Regions from separate parts of the Hordeum vulgare genome. Here region 1 is linked to region 2. Evidence: chromatin contacts called from public Hi-C data. All regions are on one chromosome and are shown on one strand. Each heading gives the region's core, a stretch centred on a gene start, on an enhancer-like site or on the middle of the called end of the contact. The rest is flanking DNA. Distances are from core to core; before and after follow the strand shown.

The links. A called contact is a pair of places that touch in the nucleus more often than the background predicts.
Region 1: a Hi-C map of leaf shows a contact between it and region 2, with 4 times the contacts expected there. The contact joins the promoter of LOC123444327 here to the enhancer-like site in region 2. A contact is called at or near these places in 2 of 6 Hi-C or Micro-C datasets (both in leaf).

What each region holds. Positions count from the first base shown.
Region 1 is chr3H:470,625,812-470,632,835 of MorexV3_pseudomolecules_assembly, reverse strand. LOC123444327 reads left to right here and starts at 1,574. Exons shown (of 1, transcript XM_045121013.1): 1 at 1,574-2,291. The coding sequence starts at 1,667. The coding sequence ends at 2,047. LOC123444326 (probable complex I intermediate-associated protein 30) reads right to left here. Exons shown (of 7, transcript XM_045121012.1): 1 at 6,826-7,024; 2 at 5,581-5,694; 3 at 4,442-4,504; 4 at 3,957-4,048; 5 at 3,516-3,596; 6 at 3,335-3,433; 7 at 2,758-3,261. The coding sequence starts at 6,877. The coding sequence ends at 3,073.
Region 2 is chr3H:470,082,643-470,089,738 of MorexV3_pseudomolecules_assembly, reverse strand. No RefSeq gene overlaps it. Among protein-coding and RNA genes, the nearest start is that of LOC123441880, 180 kb to the right of the region's middle. Within about 2 kb of position 1,843, at least 3 of the 3 cell types and tissues checked have open chromatin away from gene starts, as enhancers often do. A contact at or near this core is called in leaf, where this site is marked.

The DNA of each region.
Region 1 (7,024 bases), core at 325-2,824, 540 kb before region 2:
CTCTTGGTAGGCACAGCGGTCGCGAGTCTTTTGTGTTTTGTGTCGATCCATCGGTGTAGGCATTTAATTTTTTGTATTTTTCCTTTTTTTAGACGTGACTGTGATGTTTTGCCCCAGCCCTATCGTTGGTTGTACTGTTTAATTGCTTTGTAATACAAAGCGGGGAAAAACTCTTTTTCGCCATGTTTCCTTAGAGCAACTCTAGCACACCCCGCATCCCGCCCCGACCCGGAAAATAACCGCGAAAATGCGGGTCGGGGCGGGAAAATCTGCCCGATCAGACCCCACATCCCGCCCCGACCCACAAATATTTTTGCGGGGTACGGCAAAATCTCGGTCCCAACCCGCGTATTCGCGGGTTTCCACCTCGCCGCTGCGGTGCCCTACATATGAGCGAAATCGGTTGGTGGAGGAACATTTCAGTCCGCGCTTTCCCCCATCAAAGCATATTCCACGAATATGCTCTTTTACGGATCCGTTATGCGGGGTCTGCATCCGCGTCCGTACGCGCCAGCCCGCATAGACATTTTTATGCAAACTGCAAACACGTTGCGGGCCGGACGAATGCGGTGTTTGCTAGAGTTGCTCTTACTCTGCCAAGGTGACAAGTGAGCAATGATCAGTGACGCCTTTGACCGAGACGTTATGTTGTCTAGCATGGTGTGCTGGATATGGATGTCATGTAGAAGGGTCCTTTGTAAAAAAAAATGGATTTATTTTGTGCTGAACCTTGACAAAAAGGATCAGCTTTTCTTGTTTTTGACGATGGATTCCGTGTGCTTCCCAGTCGAGGACCAAGGATTACACGCGTAGGTCTGTGAGAGATTCGCAGGGGAGCAGGGGACGCGTGTGACGTAGTCGAGGGTTAATTAATCTGGATCAAGCCTGGCATAATCTTGTCACACTTTTAAAATGGGATCCCATGCTCGTGTATTCGGTCTCGTCAGAACTGGCTGCTGCGCGCGGTGCTTTAGATAACGATACAACTTTCAAACAATTTCAGCACCTTGTTTGTAAATCTTATATTTTCTGTCTCTTTTTTTTTGCGGGTGACTTATATTCTGTATCTGCAGGTGTACGTGGCACCTTCTGGCCTTCGTCACCTCTCACCAATGATCGGATTCATGATTAGTGGTACCAGTTCATTATATAATTACACAGAGGAAGAAACTGCTCATACGACCAAAATAGGTTGCACCTTTGATTCTAAAAAATGCACCTTCAAAAGCAGGAGGAGCTTTCCAGCCTGAATATATTAGCACTCACACAAGGTACGAGTACATGGGAAAGATTACAACCCCAGGTGACAGTTTGAACATTGTATAGAGCAAAACACATTTTTTAGCAAAACACTGTATAGATACTTTATTTTAAATTTTTATTTGAGGGGAATATAGCCAATTTATTTCCATGTGGCCCGGTGGATTGGATCAGCCTCTGTTTGACCTGGCCCGGTACGGGTAGGCCCGTGACCCGGCTCCGACCTCATCCTCCACGCGGCTGCCGCCGTACGTGGGAAGCTACACCTACACGGCATCGGTGCCACACCCACTGCCCTATATATACGCGCCCTGTTCGCCGATAACCAAAAAGATCATCGAGCTTCCAATCCAAGTCGGCAAAGTCCCCAAGTGTAACACGCAGGCGAGCACAAAACCGCACAAATATGTCGACGGTGGAGCAGGAGGAGCTGTCCGAGTGCGAGGTGCTGTGGCCGGAGACGCGCCACGGCGCTCCGGGGAGCCCGTATGGGCCATCGACGGCGGCTCCCGGAGGAGCCTCCAGGGATCACCGCCGGCAGCGCTCTGCGCCCGTGGACATTCCCAGGCCCGCCCACCTGCCCCGCGGGCGCGCCGACCTGGACGACGAGGAGGAGGAGGAGGAGCACGACGGCGCCATGGTGCCGCCGCACCTGATGGTGTCGCGCAGGTGGTCGGAGGGGAAGGCGGCGGCGTTCTCGCTGCGGTCGGGGCCCGGGCGGGCGCACCGGGACCTCAGCCACCTGCGCAACTCCGTGTTGCGGATGACCGGCTTCATCGAAGGGTGACAGTGACAGAGAAGGCGGGCCCGCCGTCGTCTGTGCATACGTGCGAGCGAGGAAAGTAGCCGGTGGCACCACGCGTCTTCGCCACGGTGTTGGGCTGTTGGTCAGTCAATTTTGTTGGGCTCATCTTCCCCGTGGCTGCCAGTCGAAATGATGAGTCTCCCTTGGGTTGGTTCATGGAAATCGGCCGGTAGCGAGTTTAGGATTATTTTTCTCGGAATGGAATAAACTACTGTGAGATTCTTCAGATTGAACCGCGTTCGTTTTTGCATCCTTGTGCCGAGAAGCTTCCCTTTGCTGTCGCCTGCCGGCACGGGCTTTTCATCATTTTAGTGGCCAAAATGTACTCTTTGACAAGTCTGACAGGTTGAAGCACCCTAGCGAAAAACGTGCGATTTAGCAGGTGGACAATTCAAAGAAAAAACATCAAGTAGGCTTCACGGAACTGTAGATTGAACATCTATCATCTGGAAGGTAGCACGTGTTGACGTATAATGTGCTGCCTAGTCTCTTCAATCAGATCGATCTTTTGGCTGCATTGGTTAGAGCATGCGCTTCTACATGGTATCAAAGTCACACGTGAGGGGGAGTGTGACGTATAATGTGCTGCCTAGTCTCTTTCATCAAATCGTTCTTTTGATTGCATTGGCTAGAGCATGCACTTCTACAGTACAAAAAGTTTCATGACAGGCAAGAGGGCCAGAGGGGTCATGTTAAAACTGCTCAAAATTCTTTATTCAATGGTGCTGGACCGATAACTATTTCCATGGTTACTGCTCCGATACAAAGTGAAACATTTCATGCATCTACGATGGATGCAGGATTTGACAATCTGTCGTATGATGGTTTTACCGTTCATACCCCTGGTTATTGATGACACTCATCTATCACCGTAGGACAAAGTAGCTGCATACAGGATGAGATTCTCTTTTGTGAAGGAGCTCGGCGAGCAACTACATAGAATGAAACGCTCTTGGAATTTTAGGACCAGAAATATACTGCGAAAGCCGAAAGACAGGCTGTGGAAATCACAGTGCCCTCATCGCCTTGATCCAATCGATGTCTAATCTAAAATCGCCTGGCCCAGTCTTAGCACCAGGAACGCCGCCTTCTGCATTTAACGAGACAGACATTCCCACGACGCGAGAAGGATTCATTTCCATCTCCGCTTCGATCACGTTTCCTTTCCATGTAGGCAAGTAGCTAGCAAGAGGGATCTGGATGGAGAAAAACAGTGGTATTTTAATCATGAACAAACACATAGTTGTCGGTTGTGACTAGAGAAATTACCTTCAGGATGCGCCAGCCACCCTGTGGTACGTACACGAAAGCCTGCCACGAGTTATCTTCCTCTTGTCCAGGTGAATTCACCCAGTTCTCTGTGTATATCTGCATACAAATTCAGATTATGGAACAATATATTGACTGGACATCAATTATTCATTGTTGTTTCTAGTCGTCGTATACGTACAGTGGATATGTAAGTTCTTCCATCCCCTCTGAGCTTAATTGCTATTGTGTCATATGAATCAAGATCGATGAAACCATCAAACTGAAACAAGGAATCGCATGAAGTCAGCAAAATAGTGTCTCCATACTGAGATTGCTCAAAATTAGAAATCCTTGTTACTTTGTGGACATCAAATGAAAGCTCAACTAAGCTTTTGACCAAATCCTAAGACACTGCATATAAATTACCCAACCAGGGAAGAACAAAATAAGGTGAGATTTAGGAAGCACGACTGTGGGTATGCTCAGCATTATGGTGTCTACTGAATATATTCTACTTTTTGAAGTAACTGACCATTCCCTTCTTTTAAATTGAATAACTTTATTTTATTAGAATTTTGACTTGCTAGTCAACATACACTCTTCACCAGCTACAACCCTCAGTGCAGACAGAACGCTATACCTTCTTTGATCGCATTCCGCAGAAACCACTTCGCCTGATCCTCCATGGTGATCCCTCGGACATATCCAAGGAGAGGTTGCCAGAAAAGACACCTTCCCAAGTGCACATGTTGGTTAAATCATTACAAAACTGTCAAGTTTAAAATTAAGCTGAGCTAGTAAGGAATAGGATCTATGGAAGTCATGAATAAATGGACTGCATGTTTCATATAATTATATTCAACTGTTATTAACTACATAGAAAAGACGCAGCTGATATTCCCTGCTAAACTAGACTAGTACAGACAAATGACAGTGAACGGTATTACAAGGCATTCCCATTTTTAGACAGCAATTAAGCTTATTTCTTCTTCTAGGTTCTACATGACTGCAATTACACACCACACACTTTTATCTTTTTCAAACTGGAAATTATAAATCATAATGCGAGCTATACTTCAAAAGATTGAGCCAGCTGGAAAAGTAAGCATGTCAAAGACATAGTACCAGTTGATGAAGTATCTCCACCAGAAACACTATCAGTTATCTCCAGTGATGCAGATGATAAACCTGGAGAACAACACTGTTCAATGATATTATCTCACAGATGCAAACACAAAGTTTTTACAAAAGGTGTCAGAAGGATGGTGTATAAATTTAATACATATATCAGAGAGATAATAATCTGTGGTGGAGAAAACAGGTTATCAAATTTCTATCAGAAGTAAGAAGCAATCCCATGAAAATTATTCTAAGCATGGGGCACTACACAGTCTTGATGTTTTACTCATGTATAAAGGAAAAAGGGTACCATTTGGCATGGCCTGTTTGGAATGGATAGACACCCAATTGGCTCACTATAAAGAAAAACTGGTACTCGCTCTGTAAAGAAATATAAAAGCATTTGGATCACTACTTTAGTGATCTAACTGCTCTTATATTTCTTTACGGAAGGAGTATAATAAATTGGTTTCAGATATAATACTCTGCGGTATGCACAAAGGAAATGGACAGTAATGCTCTACTGTAGCACATATCCTTAGGAAGGACTATACCATACATCAGGAAGATTCAAGTACTAGAACTCAATAGCAAATCATTTTATGTTGCTCTCCGGAAGAAGAGAGCTTTCTTGACTTTATTCATTTTACTCGAAACAAGGAAGATACATTGGTATTAGATATAATACTCTGCGTCCCTAAAAAAAAGAAATAATACTCTGCAGTCTGCATTGAGCACAAAGGAAACAGACAGTAATGCTCTACTGTAGCACATAACTTTAGGAAAGACTGCACTATGTAAGTACCAGATAGCAAATCATTTTATGTTGTTCCCTGGAAGAAGAGAGCTTTTCTTGACTTTAGTCATTTTCATTCAAAACAAGGAAGTACTATGGACGCCTAAATCAGTTACATATTCATCTAAAGACAACATTCTTCAGTGACCCAACATGTCAGCTTCTTTGCACATTCCGAGATAAAATGAAAATAACAAGTTGGTACCAGGGAGAAATGTAGGGAATGTAAATCTTTCATGAGTATCTCACAATAACAAAAGGACACACACGCTTCATTCTATCATATCAGTTATTCAGGGAAACTGTGACAACTATCATTAAACAAGAAAACATCAACTTGATGCATTACCTCCATACTCTGAATCCGAGTACAAGTGCCACTTCTTCACCTCATCTTTTGAATTGAAATTGAAGATGTATCTTTCACTTGGTGGAAATAAATCTTCTGAATTCCATACAACAGCTGCCAATTTGGTATATGCAGATACAAGATTAATGCATAGGCCCAAGATAATGTGTATATTGTGATGTACTACTGTTACAAAATCCGTGCGTAATTCATGGGGTTAGATATGCCAAAAGAGTTATTCAGGTGAGTTAGGGGAAGGTTTGAAAATTCATGGGGTACATGTTGCCAATTACTCCCTCCATTCCTAAATATAAGTCTTTTTAGAGATTTCACTAAGGCCTTGTTTGACATAAGTGGTTTTCAAGCCCCCAAGGAGGTGGGGATTCTAGGGGATTTGGTGAATCCCTCTCTTCCACCCAATCCTCTTGAATCCCCATTGCACGAGTTCCACTAGCCCTCCCTCGATGCTTCAAAACCACTTGGTTTGAGGTGGATTTGAGTGGATTGAAGGGGTTTGCTCACCACAAACCCTGTCCGCCAAATGGACATGCAGGGAATCGTGGGGTTTCTGGCCCCCTCGGGGATAATCCCCTAGAAACCTCCCCAAACCCTGCGCACCAAACAAGGCCTAAGGGGCTACATACGGAGTAAAATGAGTGAATCTACACTCTAAAGTATGTCTATATACATCCGTATGCAATTTCCTAGTGAAATCTCTAAAAAGACTTATATTTAGGAACGGAGGGAGTAGAGGAGAAAAATCGGCACTATTTTCCCTAATATGATAAATTTAGTTACCATACCATACAGTTACCGAAATGCATGAGTAGTGGGTTCTTGAAAATCAGCTTACAATGCCATAGGCAGCAACTAAAGGTTTATATATCAGTTATGTTCGGAGTGAAATTGAAATACTCAACAAATACTCCGGTTAGTGATCCATTGATATTGGACTTGATATCCATGGTAATTCCTATCCCAATTCATCACTACGAAATAACCTCGTGTGCACTGCATCGCACTAATCTTCAGGCTCCTAGCGAGCAAGCTAAGTTGTTCACACTAAGGACTTGTGAGAGTAGGCATGATTCCCTACATTGACCTTGTCCAGTTAACATTTCGCACACAACAAACAGTTCGAGGTTATCATAGCCAAGACGACTATGGTTTCTGGTTGAGGAAATGAACCGAATAGGCACAGCGTATCAACAATATTTGCGCGGGGGGTGGGGGATAGGTACCTACCTCTCTTGGTAGCGTTCACGGAAGCTTGCCAGAGCGCCCGCAGCCTCGACATGGCGAAAGCTCACTAGTACCTTTGGATCCGGAGAAGACGAGCCTAGGATCCGAAGGGAGTGGCCAGCGGATGGTGACCTGGATAGGAAGATGAGACGGGTCGGCGGTGGAGCACGGCCGGACGCCCGACGGTTGTGAGGTGGAGTCG
Region 2 (7,096 bases), core at 594-3,093:
GCACACCAGCATGGACAAGGCACGTTGTAGTGACACATAAATGTGTTTTTACACAAAACTCCCTCATCTTTTTCTTTTTTGCGAAAAGACCACCCATCAGTAGGAGCAAAAATGAACTGAAGAAATGCGACTACTTTGTCCCGAACGAGCGACCTAGCACATTACCAGGGGAGCTCCTAGTCAGCGCCTTCAGCGCCAACTAGGAGTTGCAACGCCCACGCAGCGACACTATTGGGCCAAAAATTCCGACGGAAACAGGAATTGAACATACAACCTCATCTAAACTGCTACGTTCCAAGGACCACTCAGCCCCTTGGGCAGGTGTGAACATTTACCTTAAACTTTTACTAGTCAACTACGGGATAAAAAAGAAAAAAAATCATGAAATCAAAAGTATTCATGTAATTTTCAAAAGCATTCACAAACTTCAAAACAATGACAAATTTAGTCAAAAAACATAAATATAAAAAATTTCATAAATTTTGGAAAAAATTATCGAATTTGAAAACAGTTCATCAATTTCAAAAAAATTCACCAAATTTGAAAAAAAAAGTTCATCATTTATTTATAAAATAATTGAAAACGAAAAAGTTCATCAAATTTGAACAAAAGAAGTTCATTCATATTGAAAAAAGTTCATCGATTTCACAAAATTTAAAATATGTTCACCAACTTTAATACAAGTTCACCGATTTCAAAAAAAGTTCACAAATTTTAAATTAATGGAATTGTTTTGAAAAGTTAATGTATTTAAAAAAAGTTCATCGGTTTAAAAATAGTTAATAAAAATTGAAAAAAAGTTCATCAAATATGAAAAAAGTTCATCGGACCTGAGAAATATTCAATGGAATAAAAAAACTGTTTTGTAGGAAAAAAATTATCCAACTTGAAAATAGTTCATCAAGTTTGAAAAAAGTTCATCAAATTTGGAAAAAAGTTTGTTGAATCTGAAAAATGCTCATGTATTTTGGAAAGGACAATCAATGGATTTGAAAAAAGTTCATCAGATTTGAGAAAAGGTTCACCAAACTTGAATAAAAACGCATCAAATTTGAATAAAGTTCATTGAAATTGAAAAAAAAAATGGATTAAAAAAAGTTCTTCGGATATGAAAAAAGTTCATCGGATTTGAAAAAAGTTCATCAAACTTGAAAAATGTTCAACGAAACTGAAAAAATGATTTTCGAAAATTTCATGCAAGTTTGAAAAAACTTCATAAAAAATTATCCAACTTGAAAATAGATTAGCTGCTAGGTCTATTTCTTAGTTCAAGATCCCTCTTACTAACTGGAATAAAAGAATTAGTAGATCTGTTCCGCCCAAAATGGGAATGGGCGCTAGGGTTATGAACTTATAATCATGGAATCGACTCGATCATCAGATTATAAGTTCATTCCATACCGGACCAGACCGTGCACATTCTTATTATGAGAAGGGGTCATTCGAGCTAAAGTTTGAATAAAATTCATCAAAAGGTAAGAAAACAAAGCTTCAAATTTGAAAAAATGTACATCAAATTTGGGAAAAAATTCATCAATTTTAAAGAAAAAATTACGAATTTGTAACAAAATAAACATACGAGAAATAAAGAAGAAGGAAAAAAATTAAAGAGAAAAATAAAAGCGAAAAAAAGAAAAGGGGAAGAAAGAAAAAAAAGAGAAATGTAGGAAGTATAAGAAAAGGCGGAAAAGATAATAATAAGCGTACCAGTTTTCCTGGCGGGATGGTTTCCACGTCCGTATAGGATGATGAGGTCGCCCGTTTCGATCCCTACATTCGCTCCTTTTTTCAGCTTGGGAATGCCCGATGATGGGCCGGCCCTGTGGGCGAGCGCTACAGGCGCCCGTTTGCAAATATGCACTTTAACAGGCGCCTGTAGAATCAAATAAGAAACGCCCATTACCCGACCCAGCCACTACACCTAACACTTTAATGTACAATGACAGAGGCGTACGTGGAACAGAAATGAGCTGCCGTCCACGCGGCCCAGTTTGCGCTTGTTTGGCTTTTCAAAATTTATAGACAATATATAAATTATAATCTCAATAAGAAGACAAGTTTCAAATATTGTTCCTGTATTTGTATTCTAAAATAGTACTTATAAATGATTAAAAACGATTCTATAATCATAATACAAATATTAATAATTATAGAAATGTTATATTTTTGTATAAATACACCTGTACCTTTTATTTGAGAAATTGATGGAGCATAATTTGTTCATGTATTATTTTGAAATGATTTTTGTGAATAACTAAAAATATTTGTGCAATTAAAATATCAATATTTTTAAAACTAAAATTAATAACTATTACTTTAGTAATACACGCATTTCAAGAATTATACACATATTTTATATAGTTCAACGTTTTGTATTATACCTGGCCAAACGGGCCCGATCAATCGGGCCGGTCCGCAGGCACGCCGGCCTAGCACGAGACGGGCCCGGCCCGGGACGCTTTAATCGTGCCCATGCCCGGCACGCGGCACACCTCGGGCCGTGAATGGTCTTGGAGGCTGGGCACGCGGACCCGCACGACACAATCCATTTATTTTATTTTTCATATTTTATTTTTTTAATATATATGTATATAATATACAGCCCAATAAGCTTAAAAATAAGCCTAGAAGCTAAACATATGCAGCCCATCATGCAAAACGGACCAACAGGCCGACCGTTTAGTAATCGGGTCGTGCCTGGATCTAGAGGCGCAGCCCACGGGCTGGCACAGCACGACCCCGGCCGATTACTAAGCGTGCCTTGGCGGGCCGTGCTGGGCCAGGCACGTGCTCGTACCCTGTCGGGCCGCGCGTTTGGCCAGGTTTGGTTTGTATAGTTAAAAATATTCATAGCTCAAAATATAAAATATTTCAATGAATATTTAATCCCGTCCAATATTTAAATTATATTTGTGTGAATATAAGTCATGAGTAAAAAATGTACACAAGTTAATATTAAGAAGCATTTAGTAAATGTTTGCATTCATCATTTTGTATAATCTACATACAAGTTGTCAGTGTATAATTCTTTTTGTATTCATTGAACAGTTTTATTTCATAAAAAAATTAAATGTCTGTATCAACTCTTTTTTTAATTAATAAAAAGTTAAACATTGTAAAATAATGTTTGTATAATTCAATATATATTTTTTGCATTAAAAGTGGCTAAAATAATTTTATATTATGGGATGGAGGGAGTACGTGACATTTATAAAACAACATTCTAAAATATATTTGTGTAAATTAAAAAAATGTACATTGTATTTTAAAAATGTTGACACATCTCAAAAATATATTCGCACAGTTCAAATAAATTAACGCATCAACATATTTTGAATTACACAAATATATTTTTACAATGTTTAATCCATTTTTAAAAGGGCACATACTTACATAGACCAAAAGAGATAAAAGCATGTACATCGTTTGTCTCTAAATTAATACGTTTGTTCCAGCCGCGTGTGAATCGCGATGTCACAGATTTTGAGCCCGCCGGTGGCAATTTTTTACGTGGGGAGAATGTATAAGTTTTTTTTGAAGTTCAAACTGCTCTCTATTTGTTCCTAGTAGGCAGGAATCTCTGGCGAAATAACGTCGTGGATACAATCAGGTGGCTCTTGCAGCCAAACCTTCACAAATTATTCATCATCCGATCTTTTTCACTAAAATGTGCCGCACTTCTGATGCTGAAATATCTGCTGGAATTTTATTTATTTTGAACCAGTTTTATAATAATTTTAAAAATTCATAATATATCATAGAGGCCCACGCAACCCATTCATGTAAGGCAAAAGGTAAAAAAAAAAGTCCCTCATTGCTAGTTTAGTAGGAGTTGGACCTCCTTATAAGGAAGGTTGTTTCCACACATGTATGAGCTCGCGTAGGGGCCAGGTTCACGTGGTCGAACAAGCAGGCGGACCCCATCCGGAGTGTTCTAGATCGGGTCTTTGTGTCGCCCCAATGGGAAGTGATGTTCCCCCCTCTGTGGGCTTAGGGCGATCACGCAGATTGGCTCAGACCATACGCCCCTACTCTTCTCGTCGGGGGATAGCTCCCCCCCCTAGATCATGGCGCTTTCGCTTTGAGACTTTTTGGTTGGATCAACCTGGTTTGTGCGAGTTGGTCCGCGACCGTTGGCTTCGGGCTGCCGCCTCCCCGCCGCAAGTCTTCAGTGCGGTGGACATTTGGCAACACTGTGCCAAGATGGCGCGCCATGCCATGAAGGGCTGGGGTGCTAACTTGGGTGCTGATCTCCGGGCCCGTAAAGGGGCCCTTCTAGGTCAGATTAAGTGCCTAGATGACTTGGCGGATGGAGCGGGTCTGTCCCCAGATGACTGGACCCGGAGGTACTCCCTTGATGCCGAGCTCATGGGCATTTTCAGGTCCGAGGAATTGTTCTAGCAACGTCGAGGTGGCCAGAACTGGCTTCTTAAGGGGGATGCGAACACCGTGTACTTTCAGGCCATCGCCAACGGCCGTAGGCGGAAATGTGTCATCCCTTTCCTCCGGGACGGAGATGTTCTTCTGGAGAGCCCAGAAGACATCTCATCCCATATTTACTCCTTCTATAAGGAGTTATTCTCGGCTGATCTGCGGGGAAGCTCCTCCCTCAGTGAGGACTTCTGGCCGCTAGCTGATCAGGTGTCCGACGTGGAGAATGCGGAACTCACTCTCCCATTCTCCTCGGAGGAAGTGGGCCAGGCAATCGCCTCTATGAAGGCGTGCTCGGCCCCGGGGCCAGACGGCCTCCCGGTGGTCTTTTTCCAGCGATTCTGGGAGACCGTGCGCCCGGTTATCATGCCTATGTTCCATGAATTTTATATAGGCACTCTGAACATGGGCAGGAATAACTATGGAGTCATTACTCTCATCCCCAAACTAGTTGGGGCTGCAGAGATTTGGCAATTCAGGCCTATTACGGTGATTAACGTGGTGGCGCGTATTTTTGCTAAAGTATGCGCCACCCGCTTGTCCCCTGTGGCCGAACGGATAGCCCACCCCCTTCAGTCTGCACTCCTGAAGGGCAGGAAGATACATGACGGGATTCTTGCCCTCCACGAGGTGGTCCATGAGGTGGCGTCCAAGGGCATGAAGGGGGTCTTTCTCAAGTTGGACTTCCAGAAGGCGTACGTCCGTCTTGATTGGTCCTTCTTGAGGTTAGTATTGCAGCGGCGCGGATTTGACGAGAGGTGGTGCTCCTGGATCATGCAGCTGGTGCGATCTGGTAGCACCGCGATCAATATCAATGCTGAAGTTGGCCCCTTTTTTCGGGCATCTAGGGGGGTTAAGCAAGGTGGCCCTATCTCCCCCCTGCTTTTTAACCTCGCCGTGGACGCCCTTGCTAGCATACTGGATAAGGCTAGATTAGCAGGGCATATCCTGGGGGTGGTTGGTCATCTCATCCCGGGGGGTGGGGTTTCCCACCTCCAGTATGCAGACGACACCATGATCATGGTCTCTGGCTCTGAGTCCGACATTGCTAATCTTAAGTTCCTTTTGCTCTGCTTCGAGGAAATGTCTGGACTTAAGATTAACTTTGATAAGAGCGAGGTGGTGGTCCTGGGCTACTCAGAGGTTGATCAGCTCAGGATTGTGGACAACCTCAACTGCAAGCTGGCGACTTTCCCTATCTCGTATTTGGGAATGCCCCTAGCGGAGTCCAGGATTCTGGTTAGCGGGTTTGATCCGCTTGTGGGACGAGTAGCGTCCCGTGCGGAACCCTGGTGCGGCAGGTTCACTTCTAAATGTAGCAAATCCATTCTCATTAGCTCGAACCTCGCAAGCCTCCCCATGTATATGATGGGGATGTATATCCTGCCCGAAGGTGTGCACAACGCCTTTGACAAGGAACTGGCTAGATTCTTTTGGCACGCAGGGGATGGTAGGCCCAAGTATCACATGGTGAAATGGGATGACGTCTGCGTGCCAAAAGACCGAGGGGGCTTAGGCATTCCTGCGTCCCGCCGCATGAACGTGGCCCTGATGCTCCGATGGGTTTGGCAGATTCTGCAGGGAGATGGGGGTTTGTGGCTTCAATTGATTGAGGCCAAGTACCTTCGAGGTCGTCCTCTCTTGGCATGCTCTCTCGCGAATGGTTCGCAATTCTGGAAGTCTATCCAGAGCATTAAGCACGAGATTAGGCTGGGCTTGCGGTTCTCGGTGGGCGACGGGTCTGGGACCTAGTTTTGGTTAGATCCCTGGTTGGAGGGAGAGCCTGTGCGATTCCATTTCCCGAGACTCTTTGCTATCTGCACCGACCCTGCTATCCTTGTCTCTACATCTGCTCTGGAAGACGGATGGCATGTGGCATTCCGCCGCCCCCTTGGCCCAGCTGAGGTCCAGAATGGGAATTATTATTGGCAGTGACTCCCCTCCCGACCTCGGCGGTTCGTGATAGTGTCTCTTGGAGTCTGTCTCCCTTGGGAGAATTTTTTGTTAGCTCGGCCTACCTGGCGCTGTGCAGGATGCCGGTCCTCCCGTGGCTATCCCCACTCTAGAAGGCACCGCTGCCCTTGAAGATCAAGATTTTTGTTTGGCAGCTTCTCCGAGACCGTTTACCTTCAGGGACTAAGGTGCTGAAATGCCATGGTCCGGGTAACGGCATTTGTCCCTTGTGCCATGTCCCGGAGACTGGATCTCACATTCTGTTCGCATGCGTTGCGGCACAGGCACTATGGTGCTTTGTACGCGAGGCTCTGGGACCGGAGTGGGAGGCCTGTGACCTTGCAGATTTTCTGCAGGTGCGGGCCACTCAGGTCGGCCATAAACGCCGACTGTTTTGGATGGTCTTCGCGGCTATGATGTGGACCCTCTGGACTACTCGCAATAAGATGGTGATTGACAAGGTGTTTCAGCGGCGTGCTTCTGACTTGTTCTTCAAATTCCTTGCATTCTTGCAGCTCTGGCATCCGCTCGTTTGGACTCGGGACCGTAACCGGCTTCAGCACTTCCTGGACACGTTGATGGCGGCCGCCCGACGGCTCTCCTCTCCCTTGCTTGCTGCCTAGCCTGCCCCCTTGAGGGCCTTTTTGTTTCTTCTTCCTTTATTGGGCTGGACTGTGATGTTGCCCCAGCGGACTATCTTTTTATTTCTTTG